Regions from separate parts of the Mus musculus genome. Here region 2 is linked to region 1. Evidence: chromatin contacts called from public Hi-C data. All regions are on one chromosome and are shown on one strand. The core of a region is the stretch at or near the end of the contact, and the rest is flanking DNA. Distances in the headings are between cores, read along the strand shown.

Region 1 (3,862 bases), core at 73-2,572:
AGCAGGCAAGTGAGACGCCTTATTAAAATAGAGACACTTGCCTGCTTTTGTTTGAAATTTTGGTAAAATACTCCATTATAACATATTATTTTAAAAACTAAATTCTGTCCATTCGGAGTTTGGGTATTTTTGTTTTTGTTTTGTTTTTTTCTTCAGAATATTTAAATGAGCTGACTCTGGGCAAGGGCCATTCAGGAGTCTGGGTCTGCCTTGTGGGTCACTGAACTGTTAGCACACAGCCATGATATAGCCTCTTCCTGGGTTGGCTATTCAGGGTAGCTTTTGTGAAGAGCTCAAATGTGGACATAGTGCTGAGGACCTACCTGGCCTGTGCTGCTGCTGATCTTGCCATCTACTGCTTCACCCCCTGGGACATATACACAGATGCCTACAAGGTAAAGCCGGCATCTCAAGTCTGAGGGAGCAAAGACTTCTGAGAAGAGGCTGAGCTGCTGAGGCCAGGTTTACAGGCTTCCAGGCTAATGCCAGGGTCGCGTGGTGAGAGGAGCTCAAGGTACTGTGGACCATGGCATAGCAGTACAGTGATCCTTAAAAGTATTGAGGAGGTAGTCTTACCAGGACTTGGTGAAGGTTAGAACTTAGAAATGGTGTGGGAAAGACATGAGATGGATGACCCCAGACCTCTAGTCTGAGTTACTGCTGAGTAACAGTACACTTGCTAAGAATGAGATCCCTGAAGGTCTGGAAATAAGCAGGGCTTGTAGCCAGGGCTGTGGCTTAGGTTTCAACAAAGTAGAGATGTAAGGAACCTCCCCCAACACACACACACACACATGCTTGATAGGATGCAAGCTAACAAACAAGTTTGCAGCTCAACATTTGGGATAGTTTTCTATCTGTCAGTACATCCAAGCCTTGTACTTAGGCTTCTAGTATGAGATGATTGGGAAAGTTTTTTAAAAACATAGCCATAGAGGACCCGCTAGGGCTGCTTCTGATATCTCAGCCTCTTGCCTCAGGAGCTGTCCCTATTCTGAAAGATGAGGGGGTGCCTCTGGGGACCCCTGAGAGAGGCAACCCTTTCCTGCTAGGGCCAGGTAACAGAGAGGGCAGCCCCCTACTTCCCAGCCTCCTGCCTCCTCCTCTACTGCTGCCGCTGTGAAACAAACTGGGGTGCCTGGGCGGAAGGTCAGGAGTTTAAAAGCTTGTTTGATTCAAGACTGGGGTAAGAGACAGGAGGGGAGTGCGCTGGTTTTATATGTGGATCCTGGTATTTTCTTTTGAGCTGGGGCGGAGAGTGGAGGGGCAGGGAGGGAAGGCAGGCTGCCAGAGGGAACATTGCCAAGCAGAGCACTGCTAATGCAAACCATACGGCTGGCGGGCAGGCAACAAGGCCCATCTCCTGGCCTGCTTAATGCAGTCCTTGCAGGCAGGCAGGCAGGCAGCCTGGGCAGCAAGGCTGCTTAACCCTTCAGGTGCTGAGCCAAAAGCAGGCCCTTTTACTTCAGCATGTGGCCATTTCTGTCCTAAGCCATAAGAAATAGAAGATTTAACAGTGGCATTGGATTCTACCCACTGGGTGTCAGCAGCACTATTCCTCCCAGCCCATTTGTGACGATTCAAAATCCCTCCAACATTCTGGGAGTCTGCTTGTCTGGGATTGGGAAAACCATTGTGAACAGCCATAGGTCTACAGCAGGTAATTTCAGCCAACAACCCTCCTGGGAAAGGATGGCCATCCATTACTGGGCTATTCTTAAAGTGTTGTTAGGGATGAATAGTGGACAGGCAGCTGCACTTCAGAAGGGAAGCCAGATTTGCCCAGGGCTGCATATACAGTGTTCACCATTGTCTGCCCACACTCCCCTGCTCCTCCCAGTCCCCAACTCCTCCACCTGCTAGTTCCCAGCACAGCAAGTGTAGCCCATATCAGTCTCTGGTCATAAGTGTGGAGGCAAAGCCTGTACAGATCAGGTAGCAATGACGTGAGAGTAATGGTCAACCTGTGTGCAAAGCCCACTGCTGGCGTCAAGTGATAGACGGAGACAGAGACTTATCTAAATAGCTGGAGTAGATGCAAAGCCAGGTGCAGAAGCAGGTTTCAGAACGCCATGGAACTTGGCTCCATTTACATATGCACTCAAGTTTGTACAAATGCGTCAGAAGAGGTCTGGAAGGAGACAGCACAGTGCGAGCAGTGGCTATCTTGGGGGAGTGACAGGCAGTGGAATTTAGGGAGCTCAAAGAGCTTTCATGTCTTAGTCTGTGTAATTGGTGTTTAACTCTTTACAACGAGCCAGCAGTCATCTGTTTCTCGTGGGGCTTTTATGAAAGAAAAAAACATAAAGAGTCAGAGAAAGAAGAACTTTTGTTCCATTCTCCCATGTCTCCATTACCTCCCTTTTGTGCCCTCACCCAGCCTAGGCCCTGCAAAGCCATTCTATGCTGGGGAAGCTTCTGGTGGGGCCTCCCTGTTCTGGTGGGCCTGTGGCCACCCAGTGCTTTTGTGTGCTATCTACAGGCGAGTCTGACCCACTTGGAGCTTAGCACAGCTGAGGCTTACTGCAAGGTAGCCCAGATCTGGGCCCCCCTGTGCTGGACCTGCTCTCCAAGTGGCAGCCTTGCTCTGGTCATGAGCATCACTCCTCACTTCCCCTCCAGCTGTTTTCCCTTTCAGCTCCCAGCCTTTGGTTCTGTATCTGTGTGCCCTTCTCAAGAAACACACATGGTCTGTTGTTTAGTGCACCAGATCTGCGGTCTGTGACCTCCTGTGCATATATAGATGGTTCTGTCCTTTTCTCAGGGGCTCCTGTCTTCTCTGTATAGATGCAGCACTTTAGTACTCTTGGCTTCTGCTATGACAGTGATACCAAAGCCTACTTGTTTACCAAAGCCTACTTGCTCTTCCTCAGACACCAAAACCAGGCACTTCCTGTTCTTTAATAGGCAAGGAGAGAGAAATCATGGCTATAAGAAGTCAAATCACATATTTTATGTGTAGATCTTGCTCCAGTGTGTATGTACCTTCCACCCAGCCTCTGTAGCTCCTGTAAGTGAGTGTTACATGGTTTGAAGCACTCTTGGTCTTCCCAGCTGCTTTGTGGATCCTAAGAGAACCCTGCCCTATAGCAATTCTTGGCAGTTCTTAGCTTTGGGCTCTGCAGGCCTTCATGGTCATCCTCAGTTTTAACTTAGACTGTGGTATATATAGAGAGACCACTTTCATCCACCAATTCAAGCAGTTTATTTCCAGAAACTGTATGTAGAGGAGGGGCAGGGGTGTCATAGCAGATGAAAATGTGGGCATACCGCGATCTGCTTCTTGGAGATTCTAACACCCCAGTTAGAAAGGGATTTGGGCCTGGCCCAAGTTCCTGGAGAGCTTTTCTGTGGAACCCTATGTTGAAGAACAGTGCTTGAGGTGGTTCAGGTGACTTCCTGAAGGACTTAGCAGTGAGGACCCTTCCTTCTGGTCAGTGCTATGGAGCCTTGATCTGGATTCTCAAGATCCTGACTTGTTGAAGCTATGTTCCAAGGACGGGCAATCAGGTATCTTGTGGCCTGCCCTGGGCTTTGTGCGCCAGGCTGGGTCATGGCTGATAGCTTGAACCTTCTGCTCCTCTGGTCTTTATAGCTCAGGGATGTGTGATAAGTTGCTGAATTCCACTGAATTGTGGCTCCCAGCCAGACCTCTTTCTATCAGGAGACACCAGGCCATTGAACATGCCCTGAGAACTCAAGACCTTACTGGAAGTATCTAACAGAGGGGAATTTTGGAAGAGCCTCTGCCCGCTCTTGCTGTGAGCAGAGCTCTAGCCTTCAGGCTCCCAACTCAATACCTGACCTTGTGGCCCACATGAAGTGTTGGGAGACAGTGGTAGGAAGCAGGTGGCCAGCTTGT
Region 2 (4,013 bases), core at 340-2,839, 84 kb before region 1:
GAATGATGTTTCAGAGAAGGAAATGAAATTCTTTTTTTTTTAAATTTTATTTTAAGATTTATTTATTTATTATATATCAGTTACACTGTAGCTGTCTTCAGACACTCCAGGAGATGGAGTCAGATATTGTTACGGATGGTTGTGAGCCACCATGTGGTTGCTGGGAATTGAACTCAGGACCTTTGGAAGAGCAGTCGGTGCTCTTAACCGCTGAGCCATTACTCCAGCCCTAGGAAATGAAATTCTTATTTTTTAAGGTGAGGAAGAGGAAGGGGGAATACTTCCCTGCTTTCCCTGGTGATGGAACAGGATGGAGAACACATCTGCTTTTTCCCATCTGAGGTTGGCATCCACTCTTTTTCTCCTCTCCTTTTCCTCTCTCTCTCATCTCCTGCATCTCCCCTGCTTACCCTTTCCTCCCTCTTTTCCTGCTGCCCTATAGAGACCCTGCTTTTGTCTAAGCTAGTCCCAGGGAACTCAGTGTCATAGTTTGGAGATTCCCTGATGCTGGGGTGTTTTGTGTGGTCTTGTATCTCCTTTCCAGCATATATCGTGGCTTTCAAGGGCCATACCAGGTGCTTGCCCTGTTCTGCCTTGGCTTGTGCAAAGTGCTGCATGTTGCTTTTGGAGTGTGGTTGTACAGTTCCTTGTGGAGTAGCCAGGACAGTGCATGGTTACAGGATGATGTCAGGGTCGCTGAGCTTTGGGGGAGGCTGGATGTGGATGGGCTTTACCTCTGGGTAAAGTAGGCCTGGGCTTCTGGGCCAGGTGGAGGCTCTCTGGAAGAATTGATCAAATTCAAAGTTGCTTGCCATTTAATGAGTCCCAGGTATATGAGCTCTGCCAGCCCAACACATGCAGGCTCTGGAAAGCCCGAAGGAAAAGACATGGTCCTGTTTGGAGAAACGCCTTCTGCAGAGGGAAGCTTGCCAGGTCTTTCAGGAGGGAGGGAAACTGTATCAGTTGGGAGCTCCTGGTGGGACACACAGTTTAGCCTTGGCACTGACCCAGGTCTGTGCCCTTCCTTGCTCTGCTCTTGCTGTGCTTACTTAACAGAGTTAAGCTCTCAACCTCAGTTTTCTTGTCTTCAAAATGGGAGAATAATTACGTGTGTGTGTGTGTGTGTGTGTGTGTGTGTGTGTGTGTGTGTAGAATCCCACAAGTGAAGCTGTACATAGAGCTTATCTGAATCAGTAAATTTATGACAGGTATAATTTGGTTTTAAAATCCTATCAGAGTATACATATAAAAATAAATCTTGTCAGAAACTCTCCTTGTCCTTTGGTGGGAGGCATACTAGATAAGCAGCGTTTGATGCCATGTATAATATACACAGGCTTGTCTCTGTCTGAGACTAAATTAACATACTTCACCAGTGTGGTGGAGTTTAGAGGAAGGCCGTGGTGGTGAAAGGTGAGGTAACAGAAGGACGGAGAGACACATGGACTGTTGGTGTGTGAAAAGCAGTGCTTGGTCTCTGGAGAGGCCAATCTGCAGGGATCCATGACCTGTGTTGTTTGGAAGCCTATAGGCTCTGGTCATGGAAATGTGTGATGCAAGGAACAGAGTCTTTCTTAAAAAACATCTGACACCAAGGAAGAGATTCCACAGAACAGCACAGAGAAACATAAAGGCAGCTGGTGGAGTTGACAGGCTTGAGGCCAAGAGCCAGGGAAATGGAATTTGAGTCCTGGTTTCAGTGTTTGTTGTATGATCTGAAGTCGATTACTAACTTCTTTGGACTTCAACTTCCGTCTTCAAAATCAAAGAACCATTTTGAGGATGAGAAGACATATATCTAGTATACAGTATTCGGGGAGTAAACATAATTGCAGCCCCTGCTGCTCTTTTCATTACTATGATAAGACTTTCCAGCCTCCTGGGACTGCCCATCGCCAGCTATAAGCATGGAAGTCTTTCTCCAAAACCCTGTAAGTTTTTTCCTGTAGTATAAATGAGTGCACTGAACCATGGGTCATTCTTATAGACAGACTTATAAATGAATTTATATGAACAAATTTTGGAAATCTATTTTTCTCTTGATTTGCTATTTTAAAACCAGGTTTTTAGAAGCCCTTAATAGCTTAATATATAAGAGCCTAAAGTAGGCCAGTGTCTGTAAGTCTGGTGAGGGTGAGGGTTTCATAAAGCTTTGGGATATTTTTCTAAAACACTGCTTCAATTAGGGAATGTCCCCTCCTCCAGGTTGCTGTTGATTTGGGGGACGTACTCATGTCCAGATGCACCAAATATAAAAGATGAATTTTAAAGCTTTTAACTATCACAAAGCATCAAATCTTTATGGGGGTTTTAAAGGTCTTGATGACTTTCAGTTGCCCACATTTGCATGTCTGTGAAGGTTTTTGACAATGAGGATGGTAAGGAACGGTTTAGGGATGGCAGGAGCTCCTATCAGTTCATCAGCTTCTGGAGAACCTCCCACGCGCTTCACTCTTGCAATCTGCCACTTGCTTAAACAGGGCAGAAAGTCAGTGGGTTTAAAGTGTCTTTACAATTAGAAAGGCATATTTTTTTGTCAATTTGTCTTACAAGACAGATATATATATACATTTAGGTTTCATGGAGAGCTAAAGTGTGAAAGGGCAGCACAGACTGCGAGCTAGTGTGTACACACTCATACAGGAGAAACTGAGCAAAATGCAGTGCAGCCACTGACGCTGCTCCAACGAAGTCCTGGAGTCCAGACTCATGGGCCGGTCTTCCCCACGAAGGTTTTATCATTTTGGAGGCATGGCTTTTTAAATCATCTCAAAGCATTTGTCTTTTTGGAGGAGATTTAAAATATACAAGTCATTTTATTTCCCCACAATGAATGACACTTTTCCTGAAAAGACTCCCATCGCACAAAGTGAAACTGGAAGTTTTTGGGATGAGTAGCCTGGACCCTGGTGCTGAGAACTGCAGTTTTACCTCCCTAGCAATCCACACCAGCCTGGAATTCCTAGACGACAGCCAAATTTCCTGCTATGTGTTTAGCTCCAAACTTGGTATATGGTGAAGTTTCTAAATGAAATTTCTTTGTGGAAACAAAGAATGGGTAGAAGGTAAAATCCAAGGACAAAATGGCATGTGTAGATCCTTGGTTCAGAAATTCATGTCGAATCTCTATAGTTCTAACAGAATTCAGATGGACTTTTTTCCTTGGGCTGTCAAAACCTTGCTGTTGTACAGCAGACCCATGACTCCTCTCTGCTTGTAACGGCATTATCATTCACCAGTCCCTCTTGGTACTGTACGTGTTATTGTATCCTGGTAGTTCTGTCGTACACGCTTTGGATATTTGGTTGTGTGATTATTGTGGTGTGCAGCTGAGCAGGGAAGCTAGGATTTTACATACATTTCTAGGCGTTTTTGCTGGAACACAGGCAAGTAAGATGCTTGTTTTTACATGCTAGATAGGGTGGGAGTCACAGCTTTAATTTTTAAGTGTCCTTTTGAAATAAAAGTCCAATACTGTTTTAGTTTCTGGAATGATGCAGATTGTACTGAAGCTGTGTCTCCTCCCAAGGTGGACAAAATATGTTCTGTGTGCAGAAATGTGAGCTGCTGCCTGCATCAGGAGGAAGGGAGAGAGGAAGCTGTTTGTAAAACTACTTAAAATAAATTTGAGGGGTCAAACATGGAGCACGGTCACTAAAGGGAAAGGAAAAAATGCCTTGGGTCAGTTGCACTGGAATAGCACAGGCATTCACACTGGCTACAGGGCTGTGTGCTTCTTGCTAATAAGATACAATTGGAGTAGATAATATTTGAATATCTATGGCTAGATCTCACTGCCTCTGTATCAGGGAAATTTACCTAAAGGGCCATGTTTTAAAAGTTTGGGTTCAGGGGAACAGATGTCATGTGGAAGAGTGATGGCAGGCTGTTTTCCTCCTTGTGGGAGCTTGCTTAGTCCCAGCCTTCTAAGTGGCATCTAGTGTCAGATGTAACGAGCTATGGCTCAGGCAGAAGGCAGGCTTGCGTTAGCATTTTATTTAAAAGCGATCGGT

What was found. A called contact is a pair of places that touch in the nucleus more often than the background predicts.
Region 2: a contact with region 1 is called in a Hi-C map of uterus, with 2.0 times the contacts expected there. The contact joins two enhancer-like sites. A contact is called at or near these places in 1 of 15 datasets of contacts at CTCF or cohesin (the NIH/3T3 cell line), 13 of 484 Hi-C or Micro-C datasets (the 3T3-L1 cell line, the HL-1 cell line, the HPC-7 cell line and 5 more), 2 of 115 datasets of contacts at active chromatin or transcription factors (the HPC-7 cell line and embryonic stem cells) and 2 of 9 other capture datasets (adipose tissue and embryonic stem cells).

What each region holds. Positions count from the first base shown.
Region 1 is chr6:88,341,126-88,344,987 of GRCm38.p6, reverse strand. All of the region lies in intron 4 of Eefsec (eukaryotic elongation factor, selenocysteine-tRNA-specific), which reads left to right. Among named protein-coding and RNA genes, the nearest start is that of Eefsec, 100 kb to the left of the region's middle. Within about 2 kb of position 1,322, at least 106 of the 459 cell types and tissues checked have an H3K27ac peak or open chromatin away from gene starts, as enhancers often do. A contact at or near this core is called in uterus, where this site is marked.
Region 2 is chr6:88,424,952-88,428,964 of GRCm38.p6, reverse strand. All of the region lies in intron 1 of Eefsec (eukaryotic elongation factor, selenocysteine-tRNA-specific), which reads left to right. Among named protein-coding and RNA genes, the nearest start is that of Eefsec, 20 kb to the left of the region's middle. Within about 2 kb of position 1,589, at least 4 of the 459 cell types and tissues checked have an H3K27ac peak or open chromatin away from gene starts, as enhancers often do. A contact at or near this core is called in uterus, where this site is marked.